2 separate regions of the Mus musculus genome follow, and region 2 is linked to region 1. Evidence: chromatin contacts called from public HiChIP or PLAC-seq data. All regions are on one chromosome and are shown on one strand. Each heading gives the region's core, a stretch centred on a gene start, on an enhancer-like site or on the middle of the called end of the contact. The rest is flanking DNA. Distances are from core to core; before and after follow the strand shown.

Region 1 (4,252 bases), core at 500-2,999:
TCTCCCAAGGGTCTATCACAGGCACAGGGTTCAGAGGTTGGCATCCACACCCTGCCTCCTCTCATGATGATATACAGGGCAGGGCCTCACCAAAGCAGGAAAGTGGGGGGGGGGGGGTTGTGTGGCCTCTTCAACTTCCCAGGGCCCTCAGTTCAGGGTGGCTTTTCCTCTTTAGAAGCCTGAGTTTCATTAATTCTTCCTAAATGTTGACCCAGCACACAGACACACACACACACACACACACAAACACACACACAGAGAGAGAGAGAGAGAGAGAGAGAAAGAGAGAGAAGCAGAGACAGAGATGGAGTAGAAACAGAGACAGAGAGCTGGTTAATTATGAGTGTGAACTTGACTCAAGAGACTTCTAACAGTGAGAGACATCCTTATGCCCAAGTTATCTGTAGTTGGTGAGCCTGAGGGTATGTGAGTGTGAACATGAGTTTGAATTGGTGTGTGTGTAAGAGCTGTTGTGAGCTGTGTATGACTATAGAGAGCTGAATGTGAGCATCTGTGTGTGTGAGTTGGCACATATGTAAGTGTGAGAATTTATGAGTTCTGTGTGTGTGAATGTGAGTTCTGTGAGTGTGACTTATGTGTGAGCATGAGAGGGAGGATGCAGTGGAGTACACACACACACACACACACACACACAAACTTGCTGAAATGAACCTGTCCCATCAGCCAAGCCAGGGACAGTAAATGCAGTCTCTGAGCCCCATTGGATCCCATACCCTGTTTTTTTATGTGACTAAAACACACACACACACACACACACACACACACACACACACGAGCACACATGCACATACATGTGAGCAATAAACACACACAAACACCCATGTACATGTGCTTGTGAACATGCAACACATAGATTCTTGGTAAAGATATTCCTTTACTGGAAGGCAGACTATAAACAAAACACTGTAGTTAGAATGTTATTCTATTCTGCATACAGTTGCTTTCTTTTCTCTCCCTCTCCAACTGCTGAGACTCAATGGACAGATTTGTTTGCCAGTATAAGAATATATCTGCAATTAACCATTTTTAGGTATTAACGTAAAAAATATGACATTTTGTCTTTGAAATCTTTTTAGGGGATTTATGTATTGATTTTTCTGACTTCAGGTGTGACTCTTTTATTACTTGGGAATTCCATACATGCGTGCAATGTGTTTTGGTGAAACCCACTTCTCTCTCACCTCTCCAATTCAACTTCTCCGTTACCCCCTCACTTTTCCATACCCAACTTCATGTGCTTTGTTTGTTTTCTTCCTAGGCAGCCAAATGCTCAACAAGAATGGAGCAGGGGCTCATGAGTCCCACCCATTCAAGGAGCTACTGGTGACTGGGGATGCTAGGGAGAGACAGAGGCTAGTCCATGCTGCAGTGGGTAACCTTACACCTTGCACATACAGGCAGCACAAAATGAATGAAGCTGTGTTGGAACACAGCCACACCCGGCCTGGCTGCCATGGAACCCTGTGCTCAGGTGGGCGCTTGCAATACATCGGACCTACAAGCCTCGGGCACTTGCTCTCTGACTCTTGAAGAAGTTTCAGACCCCTGGCTGGGCTGTGAGGGGACCCAGGGAGAGGGGTGTGAGGCTCTTCATACTGCTGTTCTTTGACAGGACACCAGAGGCTCCCCTCCCCCTGTGGAAAGCTCACACCTCCACTGTCCTGTCCACCCTGACAGAAGGACAAACATTGATCAGGGTTAAATTGACAATAAAAGGGCTGGAGAAACAGGGACTCATCAACCAGGCCTGGCCTCTGAGTTCAACGCAGAGCTAGCTGGGAAATGTTCCGGATGTTGGCCAAGGCCAGTGTGACGCTGGGCTCCAGAGCGGCAGGTTGGGTCCGGACCATGGGCTCGTATCAGCTGCTGGTGCCACCGCCAGAGGCCCTGAGCAAGCCCCTGTCAGTTCCTACGAGGCTCCTGTTGGGTCCGGGGCCCTCCAACCTGGCTCCCCGTGTGCTGGCGGCGGGAAGTCTGAGAATGATTGGCCACATGCAAAAAGAGATGCTTCAGGTAGGCCTTGGTGGCAGGAGCCTCCATCTAGGGGTGGTGATCACTCGGTAGCAGGCAGATCTGACCTGTGTGCCCACTGTCTAGATCATGGAGGAGATCAAGCAAGGCATCCAGTATGTGTTCCAGACCAGGAACCCCCTCACACTGGTTGTCAGCGGTTCAGGGCACTGCGCCATGGAGACTGCCCTGTTCAACCTCCTAGAGCCTGGGGACTCCTTTCTAACCGGAACCAATGGCATCTGGGGAATGCGGGCTGCAGAGATTGCTGATCGCATTGGTAAGGGAGAGTGGTCTGTGACCTCCTGTTATCCCTCCAGAGGCCTCCTGGGGGAATCCTGAAGGTATCTCAACCAGATCAGTGCCTGTTCCATCTGACTAGGCACTCCTTCCTGTGACCCTAATGCCTCCACCACCCCTGAATAGGATGCTGCCTCTTCCAGGGAGGCATCCAGGCATTCTCCCAGCCCTAGCAGACCGGCCTTGTCCAGTTAGGACAAGATTGTTTCTGAAATGTATGGAAGAGGTGTTACGGGGAACCCCCTGGTCTGAGCCCCAGCAGCTCTTAAGATCTTCAGGAAGACTGGAATTTCGGAGGCTGATTCTCTCCCCAAATCTCAGAGCCTTGGTTGTCTGTAAAATGCAGACCTAGCAACAGTTTTCCCTCCAGAGCCTGAGATGGAAGAGGGTAGGCGTACACCTAGACTTCTGCCAGACTCTGGCATTTGCAAATGGCCCCCATGGTTCACAGGTGCATGGTCACATGGTTGGTGGGCATCAGTCATCCAGGCCCAAAGCCACTCTTTGCCCTTCACTGAGACCTGGGTGGTTCAGGTTTGTCCCCTGCTAGGACTCTAGTGGTGAGCAGGTTCATGTGACATGGGACTCAGAGACAAGAATCAGGACAGGTGCTTGGGTCCCGGTGTTCCTAGATCCACAGGTCAAAGCCTGCTTCTTCCTCTCACCCTTCATCCAGCTGTCCATCAGGTGACATGGGATACCTGTGAATGGCACCAGGGGTAGGTAGGAAACCATACCGCCTGCAGTGCTCAAAGTTACCTCACATAGATAATATTTGTGTGATAAGGCTGCCAAGAGCCTCCTCAGCCTGAGGAGGTACACACACACACACACACACACACACACACACACACACACATACACCACCCCCACCACTGAAAAGCTCTGGGCTCAAAGCCCTGGAGGCCAGGACAGTGCTTGCATCTGTGGGAAAAGCAAGCCTCACAGAGCATGCTCCACTTCACCTGTGGTAAAGCCATGTGAGAGCCAGAATGAGTGCGGTCCCCCACACTATTTCTTGTGTATGTGTGTGTGTGTGTGTGTGTGTGTGTGTGTGTTAAATTTTTTTATTTGTTATTTTATTCATTTACATTTCAAATGTTGTTGCCCTTCCTGGTTCCCCCTCCACAACCCCCCATTCCATCCCTCCTCCCCTTTGCCTCTATGAGGGTGCTCCGCCTCCCACTACCCACTCCTGCCTTGCCAATTACACTGGGGCATCAAGCCTACACAGGACCAAGGGCCTCTCCTCCCATTGATGCCAGATAAGGCCATCTTCGGCTACATATATGGCTGGAGCCATGGGTCCTCCCTGTGTACTCTTTAGTTGGTGGTTTAGTCCCTGGGAGCTCTGGTTGATTCGGTTAGTTGATATTGTTCTTCCTATGGGGTTGCAGTCCCCTTCAGCTCCTTCGGTCCTTCCCCTCCCCCACACTATGTCTAACTCACCACCCATTCTGTCCCTGTCATCAGGAGCCCGTGTGCACCAGATGATCAAGAAGCCTGGAGAACATTATACACTGCAGGAGGTGGAGGAGGTACTGAGACACCGGAATCATCGTTGGTGGGGTTGGCTGGAATTCTGAGGCCTATGGCTTGACTTCTCAGTGTCTAAGACTGGCCAAAGGAGGGGCTCCTATACCCAGGATCAGTTTGGAAGTCTTCCTCCGTCTGAAAACAAAACGGAGTCTGGGATGCAGTCCTGTGGGCAGGGCCAGCCAGGCTGTGTGGAGTCAGGGAGGCATGACCTGTTACTGAACTCCAGGGTGGCAGCCCCTCAATATGGGTCAGGCCAGTCCCAACCTACAGACTGCAAGGCAGGCAAGATGCTGGTCACTCTTTTCTTCTTAGCCATGCTTTCCCCTCTGTTCCCTCCATCATCGTGCTTTGACAGAAAAGGGGTGAGGCACATCACGTGCCT
Region 2 (4,142 bases), core at 347-2,846, 310 kb after region 1:
CCCTGTGAAGGCCAAGCAACAGAGACATCTATGTTCTCAACTCTTCTGGCCTCCACATGCAAGTCTCCTCAAGTGGGTACAGCCCCTCCAGTCCCTCAGGATTGAGGCCACCCCCACCACCTTTCCCACAGGAAACTGTGGTCTGTCAGCATCCAAACTTGGATATTACAATTTGCTTCTTAAGAGCATAAATGAGCATGGCAGAATAAGGTTAGTTCTCAACACAGAACTTGAACTAAAAGAAGAGAGGTAGAAGCCCAGAATCGGGGAGCAACAGGGCCTCCTGCGGGAGAGCAGTGAGGCTGTGGCAGCTGGAAACCTGTTGTTAATCCAGAAAATAGAAAAAGCTGTATGTGAAGAATCCTTCTTGATTCTGAACAAGGAAGTATTTAAATTGATTCCCCTGTGCTAAGTTGTGCCAACTACTTATGTAAGGGGCAACACTATGCAAGGAGAATTCAGTTATGCTTCAGAAAGAATTTCCTATCAACCTCAGCTAGAGGGACTCAAGTTCTTTATACTGTAGGCCAGTCTACATGGAGGGCACTGAAAACCTCCACCTTGAAAACCTTCAGCTGAGATGCAGGTTTCTCTTCCAAATTTGAAACTTCACTTTTACGTCCTCAGAAGCTTTTCGAAGGTGCCCTCTCCCCACCAAATACCGAAGAGTACAAACTCCAAAATTAAAAACAAAACCCAGCTATGCTGAGATCACAAACTATGTCTGTGACTACCAAGGCCGGCCCAGTGCATTACCCAGCTCTGGAAGTCAGAGACCCAGCCTGGGAGGAACTTTCGCAGATGCCACCTCAGCATGGCCCTCCCACCGGCCAAGAGCGCCCGCGGGCGGGGACAGGCTTAAAGGGACAGTATCCTGCTCGGCCTCCCTGCCTTTCATCCAAATTCGGTATTTTTCCGTAATGTATTTTTCACCCATGGACCCTGGGGCGCATCCAAGTAGTACTTGGGCCGGGAGTCCTCCAGTGACCACGTAGCCAGACGCCGCAGGTGAAGGTGCAGCAAGGCACCGCGCGGGACATAGGGGCCCCGGGTGAAGATCCCAGCTTGACGCGAACTAGGGCGCCACTGACCTAGCTAGGTCCGGTCCACAGCCCGTACGGCCGGGCCGAGCTGGGGGGAAGGGGTGCGGGGGAGGGGCCGGCTCGGCAGCCCACGTCACCAACCTGGCCAGGTCGTTCCCCTCCCCCATCGCGGCGGCCCGCCCGGTGAGCTAGAAGTCCAGGCGGTCCGGGCCCGCAAGCAGACCCGCGGCGCGTGGCGGACTTGGGAAAGTTTCTGCGCTCCGGCGCGGCCATGCGCAGAGTGACACGTAGCGGCCCCCGCCCGTCGCGGTAGCTGGAGACCAGGAGCCTGTGCGGCCGGGGAGCTGAGGAACCGACCCCAGCCGTGCTCAGCGGCGACCCCCCGCCGCCCCGCCCCTGGCACCCCCGCCCACCAGCTCGCCCGATCCTCACTCGTGAGTGTGACCACCCGAGAGTCTGTCCGTCTGTCGCTGCCGCTGCGCGGGAGAAGCCGGGACGCTCCGAGGCGCGGCGCCCGGGCCGCCGCTGCTATATAGGGCGGAGGCTCCAATCCCGCCGAGACACGTCAGACCGGCCGCCCGCCCCGCCCGCTGCGGGGTCCCTACAGCGCCCGGGAGCGGACCAACTCTTTAAGAGTTCTGCGGCCTGACAGGGGGCGAGGAGTTGGTAAGTTAATTACCTACAGAGAACAGGCAGGCCCCAGAGCCAGAGGTGCCAGAGTTGAGGCCACCAGAAACTGTGTCACCAAAAGAGAAAAGAAAGCTCTGAGGACCTCAGACAGCAGACAGCCCGGAAAACCATTTTACCATCCCCTAGAGCACCCCCTGATGGAACACATTCTCATTCTCTTCGGGATCTCTTCCTCCTGCTCCCACCTCTACTGCAAATCCTTACTCCATTCCTCAATGTCCAACACAACAAACTCCAAAACTTTCGAAGCCCTCTACACAGTATTATTCAGTGTCCCATATGTACAGACCAGCCTGCAGTGAATTCCTACCTCTCCCATACTCAGTTGGGACAGAGCAGAACCTCTGCCCTCAGAATGCTTCCTCCTTTGAAAGGACTAGTTCTGCCCTGTTGCGTTTATTGACAACTACTTGAAGAATTTGTACACAATCATTATTTTGAACCTCTCCTGAGGTGACATGAGCACACTTCTGACCTATACTGGACAGTGATATGCAGTGATATGCATCAGCACAGAATAGGCTAGTAACCAACAGCAGATGCCCCCACCTTCTTTTCCCCACTTCTGACAACTTTTCACTGTGTAGATTTGTCTCAGCTTCCTTCTCTAGTGTTTGGATTACAAGTGTGAGCCACCAGGTCTGGATAATATGTGCCTTTCTTGTGGGACAATGGTATGTGGAAGGGCTGAAGAGGCCTTCTGTAGTTGTCATTCTAAGGCTTACAAGCATTTGCAGCAGTGAACAAAATAAGCAATCAGACTTAGTATGTACTTAGAAGGTAGCAGCACGGTGATGGGCTCTTGATTGAGGGACTGGGAAGAGCTGCCCTAACTAGACTTTAGACTGAAGGACAAGGGGGGAAAATGGAATGTGCTGGAAAGAATGGGGATGGGGCTGCTGAATAGGAAACTATCTGAAAGTTGAGGTGTCAGAATTGAGAAGTCCAGGAGCCAGTAATGCGGCTGACAGGAACACCACAGTTCTTCATGACATAAATCTCTGAAGGTACTGCTTAAAAGACCAGAGGGCATTTCCAAGCTGCCAGCATAGTCACCGAGTGATAGAGCTTCTTAAAGCCTCTGTAGGCACCAAGTTGTCTTTCCTTCTGTGTTATTATTACTGTGCAAGGTGTCTTTCCCTGGTGATTAACCAACCAGCAACTAGAAGAAATGTTTTTGTTGTCATTCTTTTGTTCCTGAGGTCTCGGGCTGTGAAAAAGTTAATGTGGAGAGGCAAGCACCCACCAGTCAGTATGTCTGCTGTCAAGGGATCTCCAATGGAGTTAGTAAGTCCACATTAAGTACAAGCTGGCCCAGTGCCTGGCTGTACAGAGGCCTCCATGAGTGTGGTGGTACCCTGTAATCTCAGTACTCAGAAGGCTGAGGCGAGTACTGGGAGTTCAAGGTCACAGTAGGCTACAAAGTTATATGATGTCTCAAAAATAAAACAAAGCATGGACTTAATGAAAGCATTATTAAATCAAGGAGGGTGTGGTAACATTAGCTTATCTCAGCACCTGAGAGGTACAGCCACGAGGGTTAGGAGCTCAAGACCAACCTGGCCTTTCTATATAAGACTTTATCTGAAATGATAAACATGCACCACAAAACATCCCAGGTGCTCCTGGGATGCTAACAATTATGACTAGTTACTTTCAGTATACTGAAACATAGAAGTGTCAACTCTAGATGCCTCAAAAAGTGAACACTGGTCTGCAATATTTTGTTTTTCATACATCAAGGAACATGGAATAAGAATCCTGATTGCTAGCCAGGCGTGGTAGCGCATGCCTTTAATCCCAGCACTTAGGAGGCAGAGGCAGGCGTATTTCTGAGTTCGAGGCCAGCCTGGTCTACAAAGTGAGTTCCAGGACAGCCAGGGCTACACAGAGAAACCCTGTCTCGAAAAACCAAAAACAACAACAAAAACAACCAAAAGAATCCTGACTGCTTAAGGTGAAATGTTAGAACATAGTAACACTCTCCAATTCCCCAAATCATGATTCTCTAAAAGGGCTATAGCCTAAACAGAAAGTAGGTCTAAGGGGAAAATGAGAACACCAGCAACATAGTAACAACTAGATCTCTGGCTGGCCTGGGCTGAGAGACAAAAGCATCTCTGGGGAGTGCTTAGAAACATGGGACTACAAGTTCTTTAAATCCCCATTATCCTTTAAAAAAATTAACAGACAGGAAGTAGGTATCCTCAAGATGGAATAAATTTCATAACAGGATAAAAATATTGACAGATCAATTACAGTATAGAAGCTGAAAGTCCAAAGTTCAAAGAGTAAGATGCAAGAGGGATGAAAACACGGCTCAGCAGTTAAGAGAACTTACTTAACAATTAGGAGAACTGGAATTTGGATCCTAGCACCCATGTAACAAACTGGGCATCCATATAAACT

Evidence for each region. HiChIP or PLAC-seq counts read pairs in DNA pulled down with a chosen protein or histone mark.
Region 2: a contact with region 1 is called in an H3K4me3 HiChIP or PLAC-seq map of embryonic stem cells, with 2.6 times the contacts expected there. The contact joins the promoter of Hdlbp here to the promoter of Agxt in region 1. A contact is called at or near these places in 3 of 39 promoter capture datasets (all in embryonic stem cells), 1 of 15 datasets of contacts at CTCF or cohesin (pro-B cells), 1 of 484 Hi-C or Micro-C datasets (cerebral cortex), 7 of 115 datasets of contacts at active chromatin or transcription factors (the NIH/3T3 cell line, embryonic forebrain, embryonic limb bud and 4 more) and 3 of 9 other capture datasets (adipose tissue, embryonic stem cells and pancreatic islet).

What each region holds. Positions count from the first base shown.
Region 1 is chr1:93,133,491-93,137,742 of GRCm38.p6, forward strand. Agxt (alanine-glyoxylate aminotransferase) reads left to right here and starts at 1,750. Exons shown (of 11, transcript NM_016702.3): 1 at 1,750-2,034; 2 at 2,119-2,311; 3 at 3,805-3,869. The coding sequence starts at 1,804.
Region 2 is chr1:93,444,105-93,448,246 of GRCm38.p6, forward strand. It overlaps Hdlbp (high density lipoprotein (HDL) binding protein), which reads right to left and starts at 1,597. Exons shown (of 28, transcript NM_001301364.1): 1 at 1,476-1,597.